Regions from separate parts of the Ovis aries genome. Here region 1 is linked to region 2. A link is a contact called in public Hi-C data. All regions are on one chromosome and are shown on one strand. Each heading gives the region's core, a stretch centred on a gene start, on an enhancer-like site or on the middle of the called end of the contact. The rest is flanking DNA. Distances are from core to core; before and after follow the strand shown. Region 1 overlaps LOC132657394 (a long non-coding RNA gene). Region 2 overlaps LOC105606871 (a long non-coding RNA gene).

Evidence for each region. Hi-C and Micro-C count contacts between places; a contact is called where the count stands out from the background.
Region 1: a contact with region 2 is called in a Hi-C map of omental adipose tissue, with 1.5 times the contacts expected there. The contact joins two enhancer-like sites. A contact is called at or near these places in 2 of 16 Hi-C or Micro-C datasets (muscle and omental adipose tissue).

Annotation. Positions count from the first base shown.
Region 1 is chr11:18,213,652-18,216,351 of ARS-UI_Ramb_v3.0, reverse strand. LOC132657394 (a long non-coding RNA gene) reads left to right here. Exons shown (of 5, transcript XR_009595484.1): 1 at 1-2,700. Among named protein-coding and RNA genes, the nearest start is that of TRNAT-CGU, 17 kb to the left of the region's middle. Within about 2 kb of position 1,376, at least 26 of the 54 cell types and tissues checked have an H3K27ac peak or open chromatin away from gene starts, as enhancers often do.
Region 2 is chr11:18,080,008-18,082,707 of ARS-UI_Ramb_v3.0, reverse strand. All of the region lies in intron 1 of LOC105606871 (a long non-coding RNA gene), which reads right to left. Among named protein-coding and RNA genes, the nearest start is that of TRNAG-CCC, 47 kb to the right of the region's middle. Within about 2 kb of position 1,322, at least 2 of the 54 cell types and tissues checked have an H3K27ac peak or open chromatin away from gene starts, as enhancers often do.

The DNA of each region.
Region 1 (2,700 bases), core at 127-2,626, 130 kb before region 2:
CTCGAGAATCCTTTCCTAGGGAGCTTGCTGTTGTGAGCTTAAGAACATGGAAAAAAAAAAACCTTTTCTTTGCTCTTGGAACCAAGAGGGCGATTCAACAGATACTTGGAACCAAGACTTGCGTATAAGCAAAATGTTGGTCTCCAGCTTGCCTGGCCAGACCCCTGTGTATCTGGGAAAAGTCAACCAGCCCACTTGCTCTCAGCTGGCCAGTGCAGAGGCTTCCTCCCACCCTGGGCTGAGCCTCTCTAGCCCCCAGCCCTGCCTCTCCTCCCGTGTCTGGGGATAGCAGGCGGTCGCTTTGTCGCCCAGGTCTGGGTGCATGCGAACCTTGGCCAAATCGCTGAATGTTAAAACATCTGGCAAAATATCACATTTCTACAATGGGCCTTTTCTATAGAGCTGGGGATAAAGTGGGAAGTGTTGGGATGCTGGGAAATTACTTAAGCTTTGACAGTGGAAGGAACAGGGTCTAGGATCCTGACTTTGAACAGAAGAGGTGAAGATGGAGTGGGGAGGAAGACGCCTTCAAACAAGAAGTAGGGCCCCAAGAACCAGCTCCCCCTGTTTCCAGAGCCGGTGGGGAGGGGGGTTGCGGTCAGCCTGCCTTGGCATCCTCCCTTCCTGCGTCCTCTCGATGGATTTTGTTGTAATGAGACAAGTCCTGACAAATATCCCGCCGCCCTTTGGGCTGGAGAGCTGTAAGGCGTCCTGCCTGGAAACCCAGCCCCATTCACTGGGGAGCCATAATTAGGCAAGAGAACAGTTCACCGGCCCTTGATTCAATAAAGACCCTTTTATGATGTTGGTTTTTCCCAGAAAAATAATACCACTTTGCCCCGTTTATTGCATTTAGATGTGTAATCGTATTAGGGCTCAGCAGCCCCGGGGACCGAAGTTCCGCAGTTGGGGTTTGCACCAAAGGCTGTTAACCCGGTCTTCAGAGGCAAACAGTGACCTTGGGAGAAAAAAAAAGAAAAAAAGACAAGGACAGGGAACATTTTTGAAGATTTCTCTCTCTCTTGGCATTTCAAGGACGTTTTCTGCCGTCTGGGTGAGAGGCGACCCGGGAAAGAAAACTAGAAAGTGAAACTAATTCTTCTGGCCAGTGTCCCTGCAGGCCGCGGCCCTGCACGGCCCCTCCCTTGTCGTTGACCAGATCTGTCAGTCAGATGGATGGCACGTGCCCGGCAGAGGGCTGGAGGAAATGTCAGCGAGGATGCCGGTGGCTCGGCCCCAGGAGTCGTGGTGCCTCAGCACGTCCCCACTGAGACGCGCCGGCAGGGCGGCAGGCACTGGGGTTTGTGCAGGTGGCCGGCCTGGGCGTCCCCCAGGCCCCGCCCTGTTGGGGTAGCCAGCCCTGACTAAATATAGTCCTGGAGGGCGAGGCGGCTCTCGGTTGGTTGGAAGGGTTTGCTTGTCCCGCCCCCTGATCACCGCAACCTTCCAGATACTTGCCTACCGGGTCTCTCACCTGCTGGTCCCTTCCCCCTGCAACCATCCCCTCTGACCTTCTTCCCCCAGGCCTAGTGTCAGGCAGGCTAAGAACCTCTGCTCATCACTCCTGGAGTAAAACCCCCTCCTAGAAACCGGCCCAGTGCCGGGCTGTTGGTACAGATCACCAGCGGTGTCCAGCACCTCTTTCCTAATTTGCGGTTGGTTTAGAAATCTCAGGCGATGAGGAAATTTATGGGAGTCATTCGTGGGCGTGCTCTTATTAAGAAATAGGGTAGGACCTTTCATTAAAACCGTGTTGCCTTAAAAAGGGAGCTATCCATTTAATTCCAGGACATCTGATGGGAATGTTACTGAAATCTCTTTTCAGATAGTACCCTTTAATGCAGAAGAACTGCATTATCTATTTATAGATACTAAAATGCATACTAAAATATTCTTTCATTGTCAGGATTTGAGGTGTGTGCGATTTTTTTATTCAGTCTTAAACTTTAGATACTTTAGATTGTGTGGGGGGGGAAATGCTATTATTTTGTGTGTATATATATATAATTGTTTTTTTATTCCATACCCCCCACACAGGAGTATAATTAGAACATCTGAAACCAGATTATCCAGTTAGTAGTTGTTATTTAGTCGCTAAGTCATGTCTGACTCTCTGTGACCCTATGGACTACAGCATGCCAGGCTCCTCTGTCCTCCACTATCCCCCGGAGTTTGCTCAAATTCATGTCGAGTAAATTGGTGATGCTAGCCAGCAGTCTCATCTGTATCCAATTAGTACATTTTTCTAATTAACTGTTAGGAATTTGTGATGAGATAAATTATTTTAGATTTCCAATGAAACTTTGGCCACAAGGAGGTACATGAGGGGAGAGATGGTGGGTTTTCAGTTTTGGCTACCACCTACTCACCTGCTCCCCACAGATTACCTAATTTGCCTGCTGTTAGGCAGCAGCAGTGACCAGGAAACAGTTTTATTTTCCTTGTCCCGAGTAGAGTTGGAAACATTTCTCATTTATGATGGCTTCTCTCTGCTCCTGACAGTGGAGCAGGCAGATGAAGCTGGGGTTTAAATACTACTTTTGTACATTTTTCAGCAGTAACATTGGTAGCTGTCCTTTGGACAAAAAAACAAATTTGTGATGATCTGCATTCATTCATTTTGTGTCGTCTTTGTGCCTTGTGTGTGCTTCCTGTGCCAGGAGGCTTGGCAAGGAGACGGGGCAGCCTGCAAGGGTGGGG
Region 2 (2,700 bases), core at 73-2,572:
CAGGTCTTTCTTGCTCCAAAGACTGGGAGCGTTCCACATTCTCTCCCTGCTGAACCACGTCACCATCAGTGCTGCCACTCACTGGCTCTATGAACTTGAGTAAATCCTCGCACTTCTTTGAACTTCAGTATCCCCAGTCAAAAATGGGCAAGCTACCTGACAAGATAGTTGTTCATTCAACAATCACTGACTGAGGGACTCCCTTGTGGTCCAGTATTTGGCTAAAACCCCGCGATCCCAAAGCAGAGGGCTCCAGTTCAGTCCCTGGTCAGGCAACTAGATCTCACATGTCAGCACTCAGAGTTTACATGCCACAAACTAAAGATCCTACATGCCATAACTAAGACCCAGCACAGCCAAATAAATAAAATAAAATTTTAAAAATCACCAGCTGAGCCCAGAGCCATATTTTCGGGGACGCTATTGAGGCTTCAGTTTCAGAGCCTCTCCTGCACAGGCTCTTTCCAGGATCCTGAGAAGGGTCTGGTAATGTTATACACTTTTCTTAAAGAGGGTCCTCAGGCTCACAAAACCTGAGCCCAGCCCTGCTGCCATTGTGTGCCAGCAACATGTCACATGCCTTGGATGTGCACGCGTGCTAAGTCATTTCAGTCGTGTCTGACTCTTTGTGACCCTATGAACTATAGTCCACCAGGCTCCCCTGTCCACGGGATTCTCCAGGCGAAAATACTGGCTGGAGTGGGTTGCCGTGCTCTCCTCCAGGGGATCTTCGCAACCCAGGGATCGAACCGGGGTCTCCTGTGTCTCCTGTGTTGACAGGCGGGTTCTTTACAACTAGCGCCACCTGGGAAGCCCTGCCCTGGATCGGGTGGGCACAGAGGGACACCAGAGGAGCCTGTGTGTGAAGTCCCCAGCAGCGGGCCTGACCCACGGCACCTGAGCGGAGGGTAGCAGGCACTGCTACCTGTTTGTCTGTTTCTCCCCCGTTAGAATGTTAGCTCTCTGAGGACAGCAAACCTTGTCAATTTTGTTTGTTGATGGTGCCCCAGAGCCCAGAACAGTGCCTGGCACGTGCTCAGAACCCAGTGGACATTCCCTGACCCTTGAGATGGTGCAGTTCAACTCCCCACAGATGAGAAAACTTGTTCCAGAAGGTGTATCTTTCCCACGGTCGGGACGGGGCCCAGGGCCTCATCGCTCCTGTGAAAGGCTGTTACTTCTCGCTGCCTCTCTTGTGACTCATGCTGGGACCCGAAAGACATTTTTGGAATAAAAATCTAGGGAGCGACACTGTGAGTAAAAAATGCAAGGGAAGTGGCAGAGGGGGAAAGAATAGGGTTGCCAGACTTTAAAAGAATGCAAGACATCCAGCTGATTTTGAAACTTAAGAGAAACAAGTCCTATTTTAGTATAAGTCTGCCCCGTGCAACGTTTGGAACATGTTTCTGTAACATTAAGAGTCACTGTTATATCCTGTGATAAATCATAATGGAAAAGTATGAAAAAGAAGATATAGGTGTGTATAACTGAGTCACTTTGCTGTACAGAAAAAATTAATACAACATTGTAAATCAACTATACTTCAAAAAAATACAGATTTAAAAAACCTTTTGTAAATCTAAATAAAGAAATACAGGACTTCCCTGGTGACAAAGAATCTACCAGCCAATGCAGGGGACACAGATCTGACCCCTGGCCCGGAAAGACCCCACATGCCTCAGAGCAACCAAGCCCCAGGGCCACAACAGGAGAAGCTTCCACAGTGAGAAGTCCCAGCACCGCAGCTGAAGGGTAGCCCCTGCTCTTTGAAACTAGAGAAAGCCCGCTCACAGCAACGAAGACCCAGCACAGCCAAAAATACACTGATTTTAAAAAAAGAAAAAAAATTTTTAATAAATATAATACATTTGAGAACAAACAAAAAAAGTCACTATTCATCTGAAATTCAAACTAACCTGAATGTCCTGTATTTCATCTGACAATGTTGCCTTCGAATTCCATAGAACTGAGTTCAAATGCCTGCTCTCTGATTGACCATCGTAGGTAAGAATCTTTACTACTCAATGCTTCAATTTCCTCATTTGCACACTGTGGCCAGTCCTAATTCCTCATGGACTTACTGTGAGCATCAGAGGAAATAATGTCTCTTACTACAAGTACATGGTGGGTAGACCCTTTCAATGCTGGTTTTCCTCTCCTGTTTTTAAGACACCATTGAGGAATTCAGTGGGGAGACTGATTTGCCACGTTGTAAGATAACATGATAACTACAGTGTGGATACTTTTCCAAGCAGCACACTTGGATAGAATACGAAGTTATAGATCCTGTCTGCAGAAGGCAAACACCTCACTTGGTATTTCTCAGCCTCATCAGAGCCAATACTCCCTTTTCATAAACATTTTCAGCGTCGCCTTTGCCTTTCTTAAATGAAACTCAGTGATAAAAATGATCCATTTACACGAAACTGAAAAGACTTGATATTCGACCTGCAATTTAAATGCAGAATAAAAGGGGTGCAATAAAATAACACTTCAACACGTGAGTGCTTGGGCATGTGGTAGGGAGATGCTTGCAAAGACTAAGAAGAAATAAGTTTAGATTAAGAAGTTGGACAATATTTGAGGACTTCCCAGGAGGTAAAATAGCTGAGACCTTGTGCTTCCACTGCAGGGGGCATGGGTTTGATCCCTACTTGGGGAACTAAGATCCCACATGCTGAACCGTGGGGCCAAAAATGA